3 separate regions of the Mus musculus genome follow, and regions 1 and 2 are each linked to region 3. The links are chromatin contacts, called in public Hi-C maps. All regions are on one chromosome and are shown on one strand. Each heading gives the region's core, a stretch centred on a gene start, on an enhancer-like site or on the middle of the called end of the contact. The rest is flanking DNA. Distances are from core to core; before and after follow the strand shown.

What was found. A called contact is a pair of places that touch in the nucleus more often than the background predicts.
Region 1: a Hi-C map of bone marrow-derived macrophages shows a contact between it and region 3, with 24 read pairs. The contact joins two enhancer-like sites. A contact is called at or near these places in 5 of 484 Hi-C or Micro-C datasets (CD4 T cells, Sertoli cells, bone marrow-derived macrophages and 2 more), 1 of 115 datasets of contacts at active chromatin or transcription factors (embryonic fibroblasts) and 2 of 9 other capture datasets (adipose tissue and liver).
Region 2: a contact with region 3 is called in a Hi-C map of bone marrow-derived macrophages, with 27 read pairs. The contact joins two enhancer-like sites. A contact is called at or near these places in 2 of 15 datasets of contacts at CTCF or cohesin (the NIH/3T3 cell line and large pre-B cells), 4 of 484 Hi-C or Micro-C datasets (bone marrow-derived macrophages, colorectal tumor organoids, embryonic stem cells and 1 more), 3 of 115 datasets of contacts at active chromatin or transcription factors (acute myeloid leukemia, embryonic basal ganglia and embryonic stem cells) and 1 of 9 other capture datasets (liver).

What each region holds. Positions count from the first base shown.
Region 1 is chr5:21,282,117-21,285,198 of GRCm38.p6, reverse strand. All of the region lies in intron 26 of Gsap (gamma-secretase activating protein), which reads right to left. Among named protein-coding and RNA genes, the nearest start is that of Fgl2, 89 kb to the left of the region's middle. Within about 2 kb of position 1,373, at least 35 of the 459 cell types and tissues checked have an H3K27ac peak or open chromatin away from gene starts, as enhancers often do. A contact at or near this core is called in bone marrow-derived macrophages, where this site is marked.
Region 2 is chr5:21,254,312-21,257,424 of GRCm38.p6, reverse strand. All of the region lies in intron 18 of Gsap (gamma-secretase activating protein), which reads right to left. Among named protein-coding and RNA genes, the nearest start is that of Gsap, 70 kb to the right of the region's middle. Within about 2 kb of position 1,789, at least 94 of the 459 cell types and tissues checked have an H3K27ac peak or open chromatin away from gene starts, as enhancers often do. A contact at or near this core is called in bone marrow-derived macrophages, where this site is marked.
Region 3 is chr5:21,609,122-21,612,460 of GRCm38.p6, reverse strand. All of the region lies in intron 7 of Fbxl13 (F-box and leucine-rich repeat protein 13), which reads left to right. It also overlaps the pseudogene Gm8539. Among named protein-coding and RNA genes, the nearest start is that of Fbxl13, 35 kb to the left of the region's middle. Within about 2 kb of position 1,275, at least 5 of the 459 cell types and tissues checked have an H3K27ac peak or open chromatin away from gene starts, as enhancers often do. A contact at or near this core is called in bone marrow-derived macrophages, where this site is marked.

The DNA of each region.
Region 1 (3,082 bases), core at 124-2,623, 330 kb after region 3:
TGCTTCTCAGCCATTCGGTATTCCTTAGTTGAGAATTCTTTGTTTAGCTCTGTGCCCCAGTTTTTTCATGGGTTTATTTGATTTTCTGGAGTCTATCTTCTTGAGTTCTTTGTATATATTGGATATTAGTCCCATATCTGATTTAGGATTGGTAAAGATCCTTTTCCAATCTGTTGGTGGCCTTTTTGTCTTATTGACGGTGTCTTTTGCCTTACAGAAGCTTTGCAATTTTATGAGGTCCCATTTGTCAATTCTTGATCTTATAGCACAAGCCATTGCTATTCTGTTCAGGAATTTTCCCCCTGTGCTCATATCTTCAAGGATTTCCTCACTTTCTCCTCTATAAGTTTCAGTGTCTCTGGTTTTATGTGGAATTCCTTGATCCACTTAGACTTGAGATTTGTACAGGGAGATAAGAATGGATCAATTCTCATTCTTCTGCATGATAACCGCCAGGTAAGCCAGCACCATTTGTTGAAAATGCTGTCCTTTTTCCATTGGATGGTAGAGACAAAGTTTGGAGCTGAGATGGAAGGAAGGACCATCCAGAGACTGCCCCACCCATATGGGGATCCAACCATAATCAGCCACCAAACGCAGACACTATTGCATATGTCAGCAAAATTTTGCTGACACAACCCTGATATAGCTGTCTCTTGTGAGGCTATGCCAGTGCCTGGCAAATACAGAAGTGGATGCTCACAGTCAGCTATTGGATGGAACACAGGGCCCCCAATGGAGGAGCTAGAGAATGTACCCAAGGACCTGAAGGGGTCTGTAACCCTATAGAAGGAACAGCAATATGAACTAACCAGTACCCCCAGAGCTCGTGTCTCTAGCTGCATATGTAGCAGAAGATGGCCTAGTCGGCCATCATTGGGAGGAGAGGCCCTTGGTCTTGCAAAGATTATATTCCCCAGTACAGGCGAACACCAGGGCCAGGAAGCGGGAGTGGGTGGGTTGGGGAGCAGAGTGAGGGGAGGGTATAGGGGACTTTCAGGATAGCATTTGAAATGTAAATGAAGAAAATATCTAATAAAAAATTGTTTAAAAAAATACCCTACATGCTTGCCCATGCCCTAGTCTAAGGGAAGCAATTTTTTAGCTGAGGTTCCCTCCTCTCAGATGACTCCAGCTTATGTCAAGTTGACATAAAACCAGCCAGGACAGGAAAAGTCTCATGATAACATGTACATGCTCAACAACTGACTGGATGCAGGAATGACAGAGAATCACAGCCTGTCCTCAGGATGTACACGGTCAAACAAATTATGCTCAGTGAACTGTAGTTTGAGTTCTGAGAAGTCACGGCACTTTCTCTCTGAATATATGAGTCATGAGCACTGGGTCACTCATAATTCCTGGCAACACCAAGGATCACATGACGTGCAGATGTTGTCCTCAAGTTGATGTAAATGGCTAAAAACAGATTGAGTTCACTGGGTTCCCCAATTCAAAACAAATTATAGTATTACTACCTAATCAACACAGTTTCACATGGACTTGGAAATTCTTTCCCAGACTAATAAAGTCAAAACTTATTCCTGAAAAAGCATTTATACTAGATCACGAGTCGTATTCCCAGGTTCAAAATTCCTTCTCCAGTGTCGGGTACCTGGTGACACCCCAACAATCCTTCATGTGTGCGTCATTGGCACAGTATCAAGGGCAGTAGCCTATTTACAGCCTCATCTCTGTGTGTCAGCTCTGAGCAGAGTGGGTGGCTATAACTAGCCATCGGTTTCATCGCACTAATCGTCGTCCTCAGAGATATCGCCCTTGCTGAAGCCAGGGAGAGAGAGATGACAGCAAACAAGCAAGCAAACAAAACCAAACAAACATAAAAACAATCATACAAACAAACAAACGACTCTGCTCGCCACTTCCTCACTCCCTTTTTTTACTTACATGTCTGACTTATGAAACTCAATTTTTGCTAGTCCCATAGATCTGAAAAGCAATCTCCCTTATAAATGCTTAGTATGAACCCCTTGTAAACACACACACACACACACACACACACACACACACACACACCAGTGGTGCCACTTTGCCCTCTCTTCTCTTGTCACATGAACAATTATAAGCATTTGATAGAAAAGGAAAAGCCTGGTATGGTACGGAAACACCCTCGTGTAATGCCAGAACTTGGATAATCAGAAGTTCAAGGCCAGTGTTGGCTACGAAAGTTTGATGCCATCCTGAGCTACCTGAGCTACCTGTGCTACTTGAGCCTACACAGGGCAGGGGACTGGGGTGCAGGGGACTGAGGGTGAAGGAAAGCAAGAAAGGTAGCCGAGTTTAAAAGTAGTTACAGAATAAAGGAGCGAATGCATATAAAGCAGAAAACTGATGAGAGGTTGCAAATCCAGGCCATAAAAATAATAAAACAAGTCAACAGCAAGACAACATCTTATTAAACCTGCGGACACAGAGCTCTAGTCCCTGAAAATATGACTAATTTAGAGTTACACGGAAAGACAGAGTCAACATCACTAATCAGCAAAATGCAAATCAAAACTATGGTGAAATGTTACCTTCCACCTCTCAGGGTACAAAAGCAGAGGTAAGTGTTGGAGAGAATGTGGAGAAACGGAAGCCCTTGTGCACTGTGGATGGTCAGTTGCCTGTCAGTGAAATGGTCCCACCACTGTGGGGGACAGCACAGGCCACCTCACAGAAGCCAAACATAGGATCAGCAAGACAACCCCATAATCATTCTACACATCCAAAAGAATGAGAGTCAAGATAGTAAAGGGACTTGTACACTAATGCTCATTAGACTATAATTCATCATAGCTAAGATATAGAAACACCCATTGATAAACAGGTAAATAAAATGAAAATACACAAACAGTGTAATGTTACTCTGCTTTAAAACGGTATCTTGTCATGCAGGACAAATGAGTGGACCTAGAGGTATTATGATGGTTAAAATAAGTGACCCTTATAGCTCAGGGATTAGAGCACTGGTCTTGTAAAAATAAACCAGTAGTCATGGAAGAGGCAAGTGGTCTAAAATGGTCAGACTCATAGAAACAATAGAAATGTGGGGGCCAAGGACCAAGAAGATGGGAAGGGG
Region 2 (3,113 bases), core at 540-3,039, 360 kb after region 3:
GGAGAGTTATCAGGAGTGTTGGGTGTTGGCTTTTTGGAGACACAGAGGCAGTGACCTTCTGGGGAGGAGGAGGGGCTGTCGCAAGAGGATGCAGCACAGAAACCAGCTCTCTGCATGTAGTGCTTGCCGCTGGGGGCAAGGGAGGATGGGAGCCTCTGGCAGGGAATGCAGAGGCAGACTGTACAACACTGAAGTCTCTCTAGTATCAGTAATTCGGGGGTTACAGCACTTCCTGTGTGATGACCTCTACTTTAAATAACTTCCTAGTACAAAAATAATAGAAGAGTGTGTCTCTTGCTTTGGAAAAGTAAATGTTCTGGTTTTGTTTTGTTTTTTTGTGGGGTTTTTTTTTGTTTGTTTGTTTGTTTGTTTGGTTGGTTTTTTGTTTGTTTTTTGTTTTGCTAGTTTGTTTGTCTGGTTCTTTTGGTTTTTTGTTTTGGGGGGATTTGGAGTTTTGTTTTGTTTTAGGTTTTTCTTTTTTGTTTTCTTTCTTGGTCGTTAGTTTTTTTTTCTTTTCTTTTTTTGAAAGGGTTTCTCTGTGTAGCCCTGGCTGTGTCCTGGAATTCACTCTGTAGACCGGGCTAACCTCTAACTCAGAGATCCACCTGCTCTGCCTCTCCAGTATTGAGATTAAAGGTATGTGCAACCACCCAAGGTGGTTAATATTGATTCTCACCTCTGACAGGTCTATGAGGCATAAACTAACTGGGTGGATTGAGGTGGGAAGACCAGCGCTACATGCAGTCATCACCCTTTCTTGTGGGTACTGATTGAACAGACATGGAATCCAGTGGGGCCGAAGCACTGATCGCTCCCTAACTTCTGGCTGGGGTGCAGTATAGCCAGATGTCGCCACCATGCTTTCTCTGCCTCAAAGGATTGGATGGGAGAACAGTGGGAAAATTCCCCTTCTCTCTTAAACCAATTCTTGTGGGTTTTTGGTTTTTTTTTTTTACAACAACAACAAAAAAGTAACTTATGCAAGTTCTAAATAGCATTTTCAAATGTACAATAGTAACATTTAAAATAACTAAAATTATAATGCACAATTTAGAATTAGCTACAAGCAAGAATACTATCTAGTATTTTATTTAACAGTATGGAAGGCCATTGAAATGTATAGACTTTGGGTTCAATTAAATTCAGTGTATGGGTTTTTTGGTGTTTATTTGTTTTTGTTGTTGTTTTAGTTTTTTACAATAGTCTTTATTTTAAAAATTCAGTTGCTGGTAAGTGTGGCGCTAGCCATCTGTGGTCCAAATGAGAGGCTTCTAGGCTAGCCTGAGCTAAATAGTAAATTCTTTGTCTCAAATTTAAGAAAAAAAAAAATCCAAGTCAATCTTTTCATCTGGATGTGAGAACTTGCTGCTTCCTGTTGTAGCAAGTGTTAGGGATGATTGTGACTAGAGAAGGGTAATACTTGCATCATTGCTAAAGACGAATATAAACGCACAGAGCCTTTTAAGGGAACTTATTCCAACCACAAAAAGGTTTAAAGCCACTTGGTAAACCCCAAGATAAGTCTACTATGTGGAGGTTATAACTGTGGGTTTCTCTACATTTTCTTGTGGGACTTCCTGGTGCGTTATGTGTATATCCACAAAGTCTCCTGGGCCCCAGAGAGTCTTGAGGAATAAACAAATGATTCTCTGCCCATTGGCATGGTGGCTCACACAGCAGCCGGGTAAGAACACTGCCCAGGGACCACTGCTCCCAACTCTGCCTCTCCACACCTCAGTCACAGGACAGAAGAGCAGTGGGTAACACCCAGAGGGCCCTGAGGTGTGTATTTCCTGACCCGATGGTGTAACTTGCTGGCTTCCTGCCACAGAACCACACTCTGCCCACACAGTCCTAAGTTGTCTAAAAGAAAGACAAAGTGGGTGCCTAGAAAAAGGAGAAACCCGGTCTTACCCTTGCAATTTTACACCGTAGCAAAGAAATCTATTAACTATAATCCAAAAAAAACAAGCAGAGAAGGCCTTCGGGAAATCACTACTATTATAAGTATCAAAAATTTAGAAATTAGTCAAACAACTGTGTACGGCGGTACACGCTTGCAATCCCAGCACTTGGGAATGAGGGGCAGATGGATCAGGGATTTAAGATTGTCCTCAGCTACACAGGCAATTGATGCAGGCCAGGCATATATGAGCCCATGTCTTAAAACAAAAAGAAAACAAAAAAATTTAAGTATATCAAATGCATTTGAATATTTCTCTCTTTTTTTTTTTCTTTAGACAGGGTCTCACTACTATGTAGTCCAGGCTAACCTCCACCTGAAGATCTTCCTGCCTGCATCTCCTGAGTGCCGAATTACAAGCATGCTCTTTATATGCCTCTTAAGCAAAATACAAAGTGAAAAGTGTCACAATTTAGTATGTATTTCCCAATGTCTGTTGCCTAAATTAAATGTAATGCTCTGAATACCTTCTTAATATACCTCCTGCTTCATGACCAAGCACACTACTCCACCATCTACCTGAAAGGGGAAGAGGCAGGTGCTGCAGGCCGCCTCTCACAGAACAGCACTCTAGTGCATCACCGCCTACCGTAAAGGCGTCTAGACCAACAGGAAGCATCACTTTGCTTCGCCCTGAAGCTTTTGAGTTGCCTAATTTTCTTTATAAATCTTTATAAAAAACAAGAAAAGGGGTCCCAAAAGTCAAACTGTACCAAGTATTACCACAGTGGTCTAGCTATTACTCATTCATAAAACCTATTAAATACTTGAAACTGGTGAATGAAGGAGTAAAAGTGTCCTTTTATAAAATATGATCACTGAGGTTCTGTTCTGCCTGCCAGAAGAGTGACAGCCACCCTGTGTCTGCCACATCAAGCCTATTGCTTTATGTAAATACTTCCAGCCAATGGAAGAGAGTTACTGCGGACAGAGCATCCTTGGCCAAGGGGCTTAGTGGCACAAGTGAATCAGATTTGGCTTTTAAAAAATTTTAGATTTTGAAATCCTTCATATACATGAGGTCTTTTAGTGAGAAAAGAGAAATCTAAACATGAAATGTCTTTCAAAACACACACACACACTTTAGAAATATGCCTTTGAGTGTTCCCAAAGCATCCAACTTTTACTAACACAATAATACTCCTTTTGC
Region 3 (3,339 bases), core at 26-2,525:
GCTGGGATTAAAAACGTGTGCCACCACACCCTCCTGAAATTTCATTTCTTTACTTTTTTGAGACAAGGTTCCACTGTGTAGACCAGGTTGGCCTTGAACTCAAAGTGCCTGCCCCCTCCTTCCGAGTACTGGGATTAAAGGTCTGCCCCAACATGCTGCGGTTTTATTAATGCCAGTCTATGCATCCAGTTAGAGAACAACAACAACAACACCCCCCCCCCAAAAAAAACCTGTTTTTAACCTATTTAGGGCTGAAGAGATGGCTTAGTGATTAGCAGCTCTTGCTGAGCAACCAGGGTGAGGGTTTGTATCCCAGCACCTATATAAGAAGCTGAGTGTCTGCATACCGCTACCTCCAGCTCTGAGACAAGTGGAGATCTTGTCCTGGCTTACTCTGGTCCATGGGTGTCTTCCTGGCTGCTCTCTCATGGAAACCTCATGGTGAATCCTCCTGGTTCTTCCAGGTCTCTCTACACCTTTCTCTTGTCTCTCCCTCCCCTGCTTCCTCCCTCTGTCCCTCCTTTTCCCACACCCTCTCTTGACTCCCTCTCTCCTTGGTCTCCTTCTCCTCTTTTAGTACCCCCAACTATGATCCAAAACCCTGCCCTATTCTCTTCTCCTGCCCAGCTCTGTATTAGCCAATCAGAGGTGTTGGCAAACAGTTTTTACATAACATTAAGATAACTGTGCCAGGGGCTGGTGAAATGGCTCAGTGGGTGCTCTTCCGAAGGTTCGAAGTTCAAATCCCAGCAACCACATGGTGGCTCACAACCATCTGTAACATGATCTGACGCCCTCTTCTGGAGTGTCTGAAGACAGCTACAGTGTACTTACATATAATAAATAAATAAATCTTAAAAAAAAATTATCTGCTCATGTCCTGTCTTTCCATTATAATTTATACTTGTGATATATATGTATATATATGCAATATTAACCTTTTATCTAGAATATATTTGAATATTTCCTCCCATCACATTTAACATTATTTCTTTTGCCTCTAGAGTATTTCGATGTCAGAGAATTTAAAGTGTTAGGTAATGAAGTCTATCACTCTGGCCCTAATAGTTTCTCTGTGTCAGGTCATTCTTATGGTTTTCTGAGTGATAGTATACTGTTGACACATACATCACCGTGTTGGTTGTGAAAATCAAACCTTGATTCTCTGTGTTCCTAATCACTGAGTGATCTCTGCAGCCCTGGTAAATGTTTTTATGAGGAACTGCCATACTGCCCTCACTGTGACTGGACTGACTCACACCTTCCAGCAGTGTTCAAGAGTTCCCTTTTCTCCACGTTCCCAGCAGGAAATGGTGTATGTGTGCATATTGTTGACAGAAGGGTAAGACAGCAGCATCTCATTGTGGTTCTTATTTGTATTTTCCCGATGACTGCTGGCAACTGAGAACTTTTCATATAGTTTTATCCATCTGTATTCCTTCTCTTGAGATGTACTTATTCAGATCGTTTGTCCATTTAAAATCAGATTACTTGTTGTGTAGGGAGTATCCTTTTATAAATTACATTCCAGCCTTCTGTTAGGTGAGGCAAATATTTCTCTCATTCTGGAGATTGGTGCTTTACTGTTGATTGTTTTCTTTGCAATGCATTGCCCCCCTTTTTAAAATTATCTATGCGTGTGTATTTCTGTGTGAGTATATTCCACGAGTGATGGGTACACATGGAGGCCAGAGAGGGTGTCAGGTGTCATGCGTATGTGTGTGTCAGTATGTAAGTGCACACATCAGGCTGGAATTACAGTCCTCCTCGGGCACCTGCATGTTGACATACACACACACACACACCACACACACTGTCTTAGTCAGTGTTCTGTTGCTGTAAAGAGACACTATGACCGTGGTGACTCTTAATTTGAACTTGTTTATAGATTTTAGAGGTTTTATTCCATTATTGTTATGGCGGGAAGCATGCTCACATGCAGGGAGACATGTGCTAGCAAGGTAGCTGAGAGTTCTGCATCTGGGTCAACAGGCAGCAGGACAAAAGAGACACGGAGCCCAGCTTGAGCATTTGAAATCCCAAAGCCCACCTCAAGTGACACTCTTCCTCCAACCAGGTTACACCTACTCCAACAAGGACACGCCTATTAACAATGCTACTCTCTAATGACCAAGCATTCAAATAATGTGCCTCGAGGGGTCATTCCTATTCAAACCACCACATATGCATAAAAATAAAAGTTAAATTGTTAAGAAAAATACAAAGAAAAAAATGTCTAATGATGTATATGTATGAAAATATTATAATGAAAATCCTCAGTTTTAGGCTAACTTAAAAAGTCACTAAATCCCCACAGGATAATGTAAGGCTTCTAAATCTTAAAACAACACTAAGCATGATGTATTTTTAGAGATAGTCTCAGAATTTTCCCAATGAAGTAAATTATGAATTGGATGTTTGTTAAAATGGCAGGTAATAAGAGGGTAGATTTACATAATAGTGGAAAGTTGGGAATGAATTTTTGACACTAACATGTTAAACATCTGGGTTTGCTAATGTTATTCAATGAAATGAATGCGTTGCAAAGTTACTTTTTAAATCATTTATTAGCTGGGCACGGTGCCACATACTTTTGATCCTAGGAGTTGGAGATAGACAGATCTCTGAGTTTGAGGCCAGCCTCTTCTACATAGTGAGTTTGAGGCCAGCCTCTTCTACATGGTGAGTTTGAGGCCAGCCTATTTTACATGGTGAGTTTGAGGCCAGCCTCTTTTACATAGTGAGTTTGAGGCCAGCCTCTTCTACATAGTGAGTTTGAGGTCAGCCTCTTCTACATAGTGAGTATCCAGGTTAGCCTATCTCAAAAACAAAAATTAAACAAAACAAAAAGAGCCTTAAAGTCGTTAAAAATAGCATTTAACTTGATGACATCTCTGGCTAACTAGTTCTTGGGAACTTGAACAAAAAAAATATTGAGTTAAGTCTTAATTTTGGAATGTGTTAGTTTTAAAATGAATTCAAACTTATGCATGCAGACTGCCTAATATTTTGGAGGGAAAGCTGAGACTAATGATTTGAGAAATACAATTTGAACTTATCTGGGAAATATGCAGTTTTAGGTCTAGTTCCATCAACTCGTGAAAGCAAGTCAGGTTCTGTTTTGCATCATTTCCTCGGTATCATTTTTGGTCTTAAGGAGCGCTCCTTCCTTGACAGATGGTAGGGCTTATATACTATCAGTTAAACTGCTAGCCAAGCTCAGAGTTAGTGAGAGGGTTGTCAAGGCCCAGTTTCCATGAAATGCAAGCATTTTGGCACACAACACAGTGAAAAGCCTTATGTCGATGAATTTAGAGTTTGATTTAACTAGCTAAGCTA